Regions from separate parts of the Arachis hypogaea genome. Here region 2 is linked to region 1. The links are chromatin contacts, called in public Hi-C maps. All regions are on one chromosome and are shown on one strand. Each heading gives the region's core, a stretch centred on a gene start, on an enhancer-like site or on the middle of the called end of the contact. The rest is flanking DNA. Distances are from core to core; before and after follow the strand shown.

The links. A called contact is a pair of places that touch in the nucleus more often than the background predicts.
Region 2: a Hi-C map of an unstated tissue shows a contact between it and region 1, with 3 times the contacts expected there. The contact joins the enhancer-like site here to the promoter of LOC112749250 in region 1. A contact is called at or near these places in 2 of 8 Hi-C or Micro-C datasets (leaf and an unstated tissue).

Annotation. Positions count from the first base shown.
Region 1 is chr15:150,612,532-150,619,048 of arahy.Tifrunner.gnm2.J5K5, reverse strand. LOC112749250 reads left to right here and starts at 2,405. Exons shown (of 2, transcript XM_025797511.1): 1 at 2,405-2,640; 2 at 2,734-2,911. The coding sequence starts at 2,405. The coding sequence ends at 2,911.
Region 2 is chr15:150,669,616-150,676,132 of arahy.Tifrunner.gnm2.J5K5, reverse strand. No RefSeq gene overlaps it. Among protein-coding and RNA genes, the nearest start is that of LOC112751310, 18 kb to the left of the region's middle. Within about 2 kb of position 4,237, at least 2 of the 3 cell types and tissues checked have open chromatin away from gene starts, as enhancers often do.

The DNA of each region.
Region 1 (6,517 bases), core at 1,156-3,655:
TCTTTTTATTAATACACAAAAGAAAAGTCTAGCGGTCAGTAACTTTATTAAATTTTGACCAGCATGTAACCAGCAAAAAAACGTAAATCATTGGATGAAATCTCATACCAATCTTACACCATTAAAATTATCATTAATTACTATTTGATGGTTACAAATCATCAAAATTGTTGGGCCTAACATTCTTTTAAGACAAAACCGGGATTGTACAATTCAAAAGCAATCATCACGAGTGACTACATTTTCATGGAAGACATAATGAGTGATGGTACTATGCTTGTGATGTCTCTCTCAATAAAACAAGTTTGCTTGATCTTCACGGATACATGTGAATAAAATGAAATGTATGTTGACTACTTCGCTTGATGTGGTGCATTCCTTATCCATATTATCATCCATATTTATAGGGACTAATAATATATATAAAATTTATTATCATTATTACTAGGACTAGACAAAGGAAAGTCCCACACACAAATGTGAGATTAGTTGAGTTCTTCTCACATTAAAGTTCGTAGTACTAAAAAGAATAAATGAGACAAGGTTAAAACAAAAACAATTTAGACTAAAATATCAAAATTCATCATGAAAGATATAAATATTGAGAAAACTTACCATAAAATATTTTAAATTGAGTTGTAGCTATGAAAGATTATTTTTAAATGACAATCTAACCAATTATGAATTGAGCTATGTTGCTGTTAATGAACGATTTTATGTATAAAATTAGTGTCCAAAGTAGCATTTAGTAGTAAAGTGATGTGTAATTTTTTATTTAAACTTATATAATAAAAAATAAAATATAAAATGTTAAAGAATGTTAGTAAGTAACCCTAGCCTCCCTCTATTTTCTGTGTTTTATTTTAGGGTAATTCACATTCATAAACTAATATTTATTCAATTTTACGCAAATCACCTAAAATAAAAAACGTAACGTGAATCATCCTAATCACATCTCAATGTAAATCGAAACAGATAGATTAGATTTAAGTCTTTACATAGATCGAAATAATCAGGTTCGATTTATACATTTTTGCATGGTGTACTAGTAAATCTAATCAACCTATTTCAATTTATATATGCATGCATGGTATCCTAGTAAATCTAAACATACTACTGTTTTGATTTAGCCATACACGTGTGGCCATAGTAATTCGAAACAACCTGTTTCGATTTACACCATGATATTGTCCTCATATAATTCAAATGGGACTGATTAGATTTACTGTGAGGCCAACCTATATAAATAAGATATGAACGTCAATTTTGTAGGAGAGTAAAACACAATGGCTAGTGAGGATAGTTTTCTAGTATTAGTGCACTATAGAGGGTCGATTAAGAAAAAAACACGTTCTGAAATTAAGTTTACTGATAAGGATCTCCTTAGTGTTGTTTTGAAACCTTCAACGAGTTTCACTGAGTTCTTGAATTCTGTAATCCAAAAACTGGGGTTGCAAGGCGTGAAACGGGTTGAGAAATTATTCTATAGAATTCCGATTTTAGTTTTGCGGGATGATGTAAAGTACGATTCATTCGTCATAGGGAGTGACGAAGATTTGGAAGTTCTATTCCATTGTCGTAGGCAGTTTCCCAAGATGAGGACCACTAAGCTGTTGGCCAAGCTTGTAGATGTGGTCTCCAACTCAGGCAGTTTGAACCGGAATCCTTAAGTTCCAGCAATGACAGCCTGTTCTAATTCGAGGCCAAGCGGTACCTCCTCATTCGTGCCTGTGATTATGTCTGAGGCAATGTTGGTTACCTCCCCATCCTTCGCAGCTGATCTAAATCGTAGTGGTGACAGAGAAGTAGGTATTACTGATACGGCATTGGTTTCATTACAGGGTAGAGCACTGGATGGTATAGACGATGTACTGTGGGATGATGATAAGGATGACGATATGGAGCCGGACATAATTGCCGGTGACAGTGATGATGACATAGCAGGGGATAATCTAGTTGGGGGTGGTGGAGCGTCTAGTTCAAGGACTCAGTAGTACCCCCTCCCGCACTTTTCAAATTTGGACTTGGATGCCATGAGACAGTAAGGGATTCCTGGCGAACCTGTTGGATTTGGTGCTAGAGACACACAGGATGTTGGAGGACTAGCGGAGTTTCAGGTTGGTAAGCAATTTCAGGATAAAGAGGAGGTCGTGTTAAGCATGAAGACTATAGCATCCGATGCGGGGTTCAGTACAAAGTGGTGGAGTCTGATTATCGTAAGTACTATGAAAAGTGTAAGGAATTTGACAACGGGTACGCATGGTTGATTTGGATCAATTTTCGCCAGCACAGAGGTATTTGGGAGGTAAAACGGTACAATGGACCTCATACTTGTCTAGCCACATCGATATCAAGTGATTACAGGAGTCTTGATTATCATGTGATCTTGGCATTCATACTGTCAATGGTTAGAGCTGATGTTGCCGTGTGTATCAAGGTACTTCTGAATGCGACAGAGGCACATTTCGGTTTTAAACCGACTTACAGGAGGGTTTGGTTGGCTAAGCAGAAAGCCGTGGCACAGATTTACGGAGATTGGGATGAGTCATACAACGAGTTGCCACGATGGGTACTAGGTGTCCAGATGATGATGTCAGGTAGTGTTGCAGTGTTGAAGACAAGTCCTGTGCGAATGGGTAGGCAAGTGGATCAATCGCATGCCTATTTCCACGGGATTTTTTGAACATTCTCACCATGTATTAAGACCTTCCGACATTGCAAGCCGTTGGTCAGTATTGACAAGACCCACTTGTACGACAAATACGAGGGGACATTGCTCGTTTGGATTGCTCGGGAAGGGAATTCCAGCATCCTGCCTGTTGCCTTTGCACTTGTGGAGGGTGAGAATGCTGAGTCGTGGTCAATTTTTCTATCCCACCTCCGCCAGTACGTCACTCCGCAGCTGGGCTAACCATGACAGAGGAGCTGATTCCCAACTGTACCTACCCATGTCCTCAAGCCTGGCTATGTATGGCAGCCATCGAATGTGCAGGCGAGTACCGGACTTGTCGCCAAATAGATGAGTCCCAAAAACATCATGATATAGGCCCCGGCATACCTCCTAACAGTGGCGTTATCGGCGCCATCAGGAATCTCTCCGAATGTGTCCTGCATCCAACTGCATCTCACCGTAAACTTGTCGTGCTGTTCACAGGAGGCAATAAACCCAGCAGCTCCTGGAACCACACCTACGTTGGGCGACCGCCTTTGATGTATCGCTCAAACTCCGTCAAGCATCTACTGACGTACTGTCCATCGATCGGCAGCCGAAATTGGTATGCCACGTTCTGTAGCGTAATCGTTCACTTTCCGAATGGTATATAAAACGTGTGTGTCTCCAGACGCCATTTTTCCACGAATGCACTCACCAACGGCTCATGCAACCTAAACCAAGTCTCGTTCAGCCTGGCAAGATGGTATAAACCGGCCATCTGCAAGTACGGAATGATTCTCTCATCTAGACGCATACCTCGCTGACGTCTCATGCTACCGATACATCGGTAAGGCTGCATAAACAACAAAATAAATTGTCTCTTATAACCACATCAAAACATATTTACATAACAATATCAACTAATGCATCTCTTAATCCAAATAATGCCATAAACGCAACCAAATAATCTTACGGGTACAAGCACAAAATAAATTTATGTATTCATCAAACTAGGCCTAATAAAAATATGTTTAATACTAATAAAAGATTTTTACTAACAACCCAATTCACAACATCAATTTCATTGACTAGTCTTATTCTAACTAAGTTTCACTACACATTATCTTCACTACTCATATTCTTCTGCTTATTTGTAACCACTATCCAAATTAGAACTTGTTCGATCAAACCTTTATAGATTATTAAGCCACTAATCTAACCACTCTATCTAGTTTAACAATTGTAATAACGACCATCAATAAAAGAGACAAAAAATTAACGTAAAACATTTAATATTATTTTCGAAAAAAAAAATGTATACACTAACTTTTTCATTGATGACACCAGCAATATGGACAATTCCATCCAAACGATAAAGACGGTTCGGGTTATCCCAATCACGTTATTTTTCAAATGTTGGAGTGGTTGTGTTGAGGATTTGGTAGGACAGCATTTTAGAATCGTGGTTCGAATGAGTCCAATTCGAACTATATTTATAGGGATCCTCCTAGTAAATCTAATTAGACTCGTTTGAATTACCAACCGTGGATAATTCGAAACAGGGAGAGCCGAATTACTATGGGCTTTTCATGTGTATAAATCGAAACGGTGTGTTTTGAATTACTATGGACAATCGAAGACTAAATCGAAATAGTATGTTTAGATTTATTAGGATACCATGCATGCATGTATAAATTGAAACAGGTTGATTAGATTTACTAGGATATCATGCAAAAATATATAACTTGAACCTGATTGTTTCGATTTATGCTTAAATTTTGTCTATCTATTTCGATTTGCATAAAAATATAATTAGAATGATTCACGTTATATTTGTTATTTTGGATAATTCGCTTAAAATTGGATGAATATTGGTTTATTAATATAAATTATTCTTTACTACTTTATGTATTTTTTATTGTTATTTTCAATGTTCTTTTTTTTGCGATCACCACTTATCTGTTTTATTCCTCCACTCTTAGTTTATTACAATGGTCAAAATTATCAAATGAAGCAATCTTTCATGATTACAATTCAATTTTAAAATTTTTATGGTTGATTTTATTAATTAGCGTTTGTATTTTTTATGATCAATTTTAATATTTTAGTATAAAGTTTATTTAAGCTAATAGAAGATACAAAATAATGCCAGTAAATATTCTTTATATTTAGGTAAAATAGAATATTAAAAAAATAATAAATTATTAACCAATCTTATTTTGATATTCTCAATATGCCAAATAGGTTTTACATGGATATCTTTGTCATGCTTTCCTAGACCCTAACCTCGACAAATTATCTTGAAATAAAATTTTGGATTGATTTTTTCTTGATAAAGAATTCAGTAATTCTCATGTTTCCCCCACTTTTGTACAATTACAAATTGTAATAATAAAGTTAGAAAGTAGAAACAGCCTTAATCAACTCTGACTTGGTTCTTCTATTTGTTTCAGCTCTGATCAGTCCCTTTCTTGCTCCACCAGTTTTGTACTAGTTGTAACATGTATAACTAGCTTCTTTTTTTTTATATAGAAAAATATTAGTATTTTTTTTGGTTGAAAATGAGATTATTTAATGTAATTATATGTGGGTGAATTTTGTAGATAGAAAGTCAACACGCAAGATACGTATTGAACATGTGTCATTTATCATCCTGGTAACTGGCAACACGCAGAATGCGTGTTGGACACTTTTTTCACACTTTCACAATATTAATACTGTAATACATTTTAAATACTAATATTCAACCAAAATACCATCTTTATCTCCATATTAAAAATAATTACTTTCCTTTTTTCTTCTTTTTTTTAAAATAAATGTTGCATTGACTTTTTTTTAACATTAAAAAACTAATATATTTAGACCTAAATTATATCTAAAATATTAATTTTTAGTATATAAAAGTCAAAACAACAGTAGTTATTTTAAAACGAGGAGAGTCATTTTATGGTTTTACCACACTAAAAGTTTTAATATATTTATATATTAATTAGTTAATATTTAAATATATAGTTTTTAAATGTACTAAAATTTTAAAGTAACATGTATTTTAGAGAGGAAAGAACATGAGTTCAGTGGTTCTTTTCGGTGTCTACATGAGTTCAGTGTTTAAATTCAGTCCATGATGGGTAATTATCAAAAGGTACCCAAAAATTGGTATTTCTAATAAAAATAACTCAAAAAATACAAACATCAAATAAATTTTTAAAAATATTTAAAAGCATGACCAAAATAATATTATAGTAACCAGGGACAGATTTATATATACATTATAGTGGGATAACTGTTTTCACTATAATTTAAAAAAAAATTTTAATAGTATATGATAATAATATTTATTTATTTATATTAAATTATTGAATTTAATTTCACAATAATTTTTTTAAAAATTTATTTGTACACCAAAATCAGCTACTAAAATCAGTCACCAATATATTTGTGTATAAATATATATGTGGTTTAATTTATTTTTAATGTATTTGTATTTCAATATATATTTTATACTAGTGGCTGATTTTAGTAGCTAATTTTGGTGTACATGTAACATTATTCTAATTTTTTACTCAACTTTTAGTACTTAATATTCAGTTTAAGAATTTCATATTACATGTTTATTAGAATGATTAATTCTCAATTTAAATAAGATTAGTGTTTTTTCTTAAAAATAAACTCAAAAGATATTATTTATCTTTTTTTAAAATTATTTTTAATTTTTTCTGTAGCAACTATATTAATTGAAAAAAAATTTTTCAATTATAAATATCACTGAGAGTTGGCTTTTGATTGTATGAAAAGTGAATTTTTAAATAATTGTTTAATGATATATATATATATATATATATATATATATATATATATATATAT
Region 2 (6,517 bases), core at 2,988-5,487, 55 kb before region 1:
AGCCTCTTACACCGGACCCTTCTCCTACTTGTTATCCAAGCTGAGATTACTTAATCTACACAAACCAAGTAACACCAGCTTGTGGGGGGATGTTAGTTAATATAATATTTTCAAATGTAAAAGATTTATTAGTATATTTTTGTTTGTTTGTTAGATTGTTCAAGTAACTAGTTTATTAGGGGTTTAGGGCTAGCTAATATATAGTTTGTTATTCCTTTTTGTTTTCAAAACTTTTGCACAGCTATATAAATCATATAGCATAGTGTGAAGTTCTTATGATGTATTATTCAATTAGAATCAAAAAATTTATCATCACAATACTTTTCTCTCTCTTGATTTCTTTTCAATCATTCTTTTCTTCCTTTTATTTTTCATTCTGCTGCAGCCATTTCACTAGTTGCACTTTTTTTTATTTATTATTAATTTACTGCTTAAAATTGATACCGTTTTATGTATAAATCATTAAAATATGAGTATCCAGTATCCAAACAACTGGATTATATCCGTGGGCGAAACACAGTTGGAGTTGGAACATACTTCAATAACGTCATAATCAAATTTCACCTTCTATATGATATTTTGTATTTTTCACATATGAAACTGAAATCAAACGATGAAAATTAAATGAATCACACAAGTACACAACTAGTATCAAAGCAAAAATTCATGATTTCCTCATACATAAGCATCTAAATTCACAAGAACTAACTCCGACCATAATATATATTTCATGGTTATGGTAGCATTCCATCTTTACATTAAAAATACTTTAATGGAAAGTTTTTTTCTTAATAAATTTTATCAATTTAAAATATAATTTGTAAATAATCTTAGCTTTTAATAATTCATTTTAATTTCTTTATCTTTTATACTTGTACTTTATTGCACAAGTAAGAAACTAATTTATTGATAACGTAAAAGAGCTTAGCTTATTTATAATAATATTTTGTTACTTTTAAAACCATTGAAGAAGTGGGTATGTAAACTTAAACATCATATTAATTCACAAGAGGCAAAGCAATTATATTTCTTTACTATAAGTCAAAAAGGATCCGGAAAAAAAAATCGACCCAACCAATCTTAGAGAAACACTATAATCGCAATCAAACCTCTCAATTCAAGCATTCACAAAACCACTATTTAATTTATTTCAATTATAAAGTTATCGGAAATGTTTGGTATCCAAAGAAAATCAGTCAATAACTTGCTTTATTTAGCATTTATTAATTGTTGCGATAATTAATTAATGCTAAATACGATAAATTCTGGCTGTTTTTTTTTGTCTACCTAGCATTACCCTAAAGTTATATATTACATATAAAATAAAGAATATATGCTTTTACTTCCAAGGTAAAATTAAATTTGCGTCTTTGTTCTATCATAGTCATAATTCCTCATAAAAAAAACAGCCAGACTTGCCTTATTTAGCATTAATTAATTGTCGCAACAATTAATAAATGCTAAATAAAACAAGTTATGACTGTTTTTTACTGATTTTCTTTGGTTACCAAACATTTTCGTTATGATTATATCCCTTTCCACAAACAAAGTCACTTATTCTATTGTTGATTGGTTTAATAAAAAAAATTATCTCATTAAAAGATTATTTAGATTTAGAATTTTTAATACTGTGCTTGGATTGGAATAATATGTATTGAGAGGACATTGCTGATCATCACCTTCACTGTTTACTTAGAAGTGTTATATACAAATGCAAAAATATTATTTGTATAAATACCAAAATATAATCAATCATAAAAATCAGCTGAGTATAAAATATATATTAAAATATAAAATATATATTAAAAATAAATTAAATAATATATTTATATATAAATATATAATGACTAATTTTAATAGTTAATTTTAATATATTTTTAGCATGACAAATGAAGCTAAGGTTATGTGTTTTGAAAATTAGACGAAAATTGGGCTACATGCAAAAAAATATTTCAATTTGTTGAACCACTGAGGTGTTGCAGGTAGCATGAAAGCATGACTAAACATGTTTATTCTATTAAACAATGTATTTATCCTTTCATAAATTTATATAGGAAATTTCCTTGATCTTTTACAAATTAATACAAGTATCCAAGTATCAAATCGCTCATTTAATGCTTTTTTTTTTTGTAATTTATTAAAATGTGATTTTTTTGTGTCTCCCTTTAAAATGTGAAAGAAATTAACTACTAAAAAGTATATGAATCAAGACCGCAATAATATTATGTTAATTCATGATGATGATATATAATTATTTTTTTATATTAATAAAAATAAAAATTAATAATCAAATTAATTCTTAAAAGATGAATATTTTTTAAATTTATTGTTAAAAATTTTTTAATTAAATTAGTCTTATATTTATCTTTCAGTCACTCTATTAATAATTATTTTCATCAATAATTGATGATTTGAAACGTTAATTGACAACATACATTATATCTTATATATCTAATTGAATATTGACTAAAGATGTTTATAAAAATATATTAATTTAGTCATTTTTCTCAATTACATAAACCCTGTTTTCAATATGATCTAGCAATTAAACTTATAGATGCTCATAAACATATTTGGTTAGCACTCAATTGGACATGTTAGGTGTCGTGTGTAATATCAATTAACATTTCATATCATTAATAGTTGACAAAAATTGTTAATCGACTAACTGGTCAAGAACAAATATAATTCATTCGTAATCTTTGAAAGACTAATTTGACTGATAAAATTTTTTAGAGACGAATTTAGAAAACGTCTCAACTTTCAATAACTAATTTGCCTATTAATCTAATAAAAATAATATTAATGCTAGAGGTATAATTATTAATGTTGTTTTTTTCTATCAGTTTAAATTTTTGGGATGAGTAGTTTCATATCATGGTATTAGAGCTTTATATTAAAAAAATTTAGAGTTTGATCTTTGATAAATCCTAAAAGTGAAAAAAAAGATAGCATAAGACAGATAGAAGATAAAAATAAAAGTTTAAGTTTAAGTTTTTAGGATAAGTAATTTTATTATACTTTTATTATACTTTTAATAACTATTTATATTTTATAAAAAATATAGTTTAATAAGTACTTACTTGTTTCACTCGGATGTGTGAGGTATTTAAATTTTAAAGTTGTTATTAATTTATAAAAAAAATAAATTAAAGTTATAAAACAAGCAAAGAACATTTTATTAAAATGATGTGAGAAGTCAAAATTGTGTGAATAAATAATTAATATATATAATATTGAAGAAAAGAAGGAAGTAATGTTCACTTTATTTACTAGATGAAATTACTTATGCGACGACTTTTATAGCTTATGTCGACAGAGTGATGTTGATTTCACACAACTGTTGGGACAAAACTTTTTTATTTTATTCCAATTTAGTATCATTGGACCACATTTTCTATCCTCCTTGTATCGTAGCATGTCATACTCACAAGCCACTTGATTATCAAAAGAAAAAAAAAATTAAGGAAAAAAAAAACATTTTTTGATATTATTATTATCCCAAATGCCATGACAATGATATTTTTTTGGCGCATAGCCATATATATAAGAACTGCTGCTTCATATTGTTTCCACCGCATAAATTCTTACTTAATAACTTCTTTTGGGGTAGTTGATTTTAATTAATTTGACAACCACATGGAACGTCCTTTAAAAAATTTGAAAACTACTTTTCCAATTGTAGAAATTGAAGTTTCCTCCATATCAATAGGGGTGAAAACATTTATGGCTGAATTTTATCTTTAACATATCATATCTTTAAATTTTATCTGACCTATTAAAAGATCTCATATTTTTTCTTCACAAAAATAAAAAATTTTAAAAATAATATTTTTTTTATAAAAATTTATTTATGTGTAATATATTAAATTAAATGTTTATAAAAATATCTAAATATTTAAAGTATTTAGAATATGTAAAGTATTTATAATAAAATGTGATAATTTAAAATATTTAATTTTTTTAATTATAAAAATTTATTTATTTATATTTTAATAGATTTAAATAGTCTTAATAAACCTATAAAACTAATTTGTGAGTCTAAATAATTAAATTTGATTTATTAATAAATTTAAAATTTTAAAATAATTTAAATTTATTTTGTACCAAGTCGGATTAAATTAACTAATCAAACCACATATAAATCTAAGTCTAAGTCTTACAAATTATCTGACTTGTTTCCAACCGTACACATCATAGAAATCCCATTCCAAAAAACATTTTTTTAAGATAGTAGTCATGATCCAATTCCATTCTTTATCTCACTCTCGTGAAGCATTGATTGTACTATACAATAATGCTTACTATATATTGTGATAAATTAATCAAATAATGGACATAATTTCAATAATGTTTGATGTAATGTAATAATGCAATAATGTCACAATTGTTGCATAGAATTAGCTTAATAATAATGGTGACCACTAATCATGCATGCATGCAGATGTGTATGTCTAGGTTCATTGAGAATATAATAAATTAAAAGAAGTTCATGCATGTAGCCATAAGAAAAGTTAGTTTGTACAACCAACATATCAACATTTTAATTTGTCACGATATTTTTTAATCTGACAGATTATAAATTAAAATTTATTATTTGTTAATAAATTATTATATATATATATATAAATAAATTTAAATTTTCAGTATTTATTTATAATAATTAAAATTTATTTTTCTTTTTTTTTCTTCTTTTTATCTCAGGAGTCAGGAACATAGCTTTCAATAATTCCTTATCTCCATATCTGGTGAGTTAATGTGCCTTTATTCCTATAATGTTAGTAATATCTCTTTTAGTTGATAATTGATTATACAAATATTAAAAAGTAAGTAAAATTTATTATTTTTAATCAATAATAATTATTAACATTTAAAAACATAAATTAAAATATATTATTAAATTAAAAAAATAAATTAAAAATTAAAAATAATAACATAAATATTAAATTCTGTTGGGCTTGAATATTTTTCATTGATCATTGGTGTGACACAGAAAAGAAGAAGAATATTGGCAATATGGGTTACATTGAAGCAAACGTGGAAGATAGATAAGCCATATAAAGATTGAGAATATTTTTGAGGGGTTAGTAAGATTAGGAGAATCAACATAATAATTCAATATGAACAAAAGAAAGAGTAGAAAGAGAGAAAAGAGGGGCCTTGGCCATGTGAAGAAGAATGGGAAGAGAGAGAGAGGGTAAGCATTTATATGAAATTTATAGGGTAAGGGGGAGGCATTGCCACACTTTAAGGAGCAAATAATAATAAAAGGACACGACACACACAAACGTAGTACTAAATGGGTGTGTGGTGGTGGCCTTCAATGTCTGACACACATTCTGATTATGAAAACGGTACACTTGGCCACCTTGAACCGCCGTTGATCCTTCAATACTTTATTAAAACTTGTATGATTATGCCACATACATGCTTGCCTTTCATCTCTCTGTCTCTGTCTTTGTCATCATCCCCATTCTCCTCCCATCCTCCAACTTCTACCTTCTTCTAGACCTATCCATCATTATTATTATTTTACGGAACATTTCATATCTTTTAAGTTTTTTGACTCCTCCACAAATTTCGGAGTAAATTTCAGTTTTACAATCAGAATTTCCTCTCTGCTGCCGAACTTTAAAGAGAAACTTTTCTCCCTGATGTGTAACTAAACAAATTTTTTTTACCGGTAATTTATTTTACTTTTAACCATAATAAAAATAATCGTTAATATATTAATCTTTTATATTTTATTAATATTAAAAAAATTAACAGAAATTAAACAATTATCAATAAATAATATTTTAATAGACGCAAACCAAACGTTATAACATGTAATAAATAATAACATATATTTAATTACTGCAAAAATATAAGCTAAATAATAATAAGGATAAAATGTGATATTAAACCAAATAGAAGAGAAAATTACACGATTCTATCAAAACAAAAAATGTTACCTAGATCACCTAATAGCAGATTATTATGTAATTCGAATGAGACCGAATCGAATTAGCAAAATCAAGAGTAATTTGAACACTTTTTAATTTTATTATGGAAAAGATAATGGTGTAGGACAGCGATATGGAGAAGCAGCATGCTTTACAGGCGTATGGTGTTAGAGAACTACTAATCGGATGGTGCGAGTGCTCTCAGACAAATCGGACAGTTCGATTTCAAAAAAAATATAATAATCAATTCCATCTGATGATTTGATTTTCATTTTATTAAAAAAAATTTCATACAACACGGACAGTCCGATTTGCTTCTTCCAAACTTCAAAATTTTTCCCTGCAAATTGGACCATCCGATTTGTCCATGATATTTTCTTTTAAACATAACTCGTATGGTCCGACTTGTCTATAGCACAAATAAAAAAAGACTGTCCCCACAAATTGGTCTAGCACCACTATGCCCCATAAGACAGCACATTACATACATGCCTTCAGTAACAAATTATGCATGCATGTAGTCTTAGGGTAGTTCGAATTAGCTCGATTCGAATTATGCATACATGGTGTGT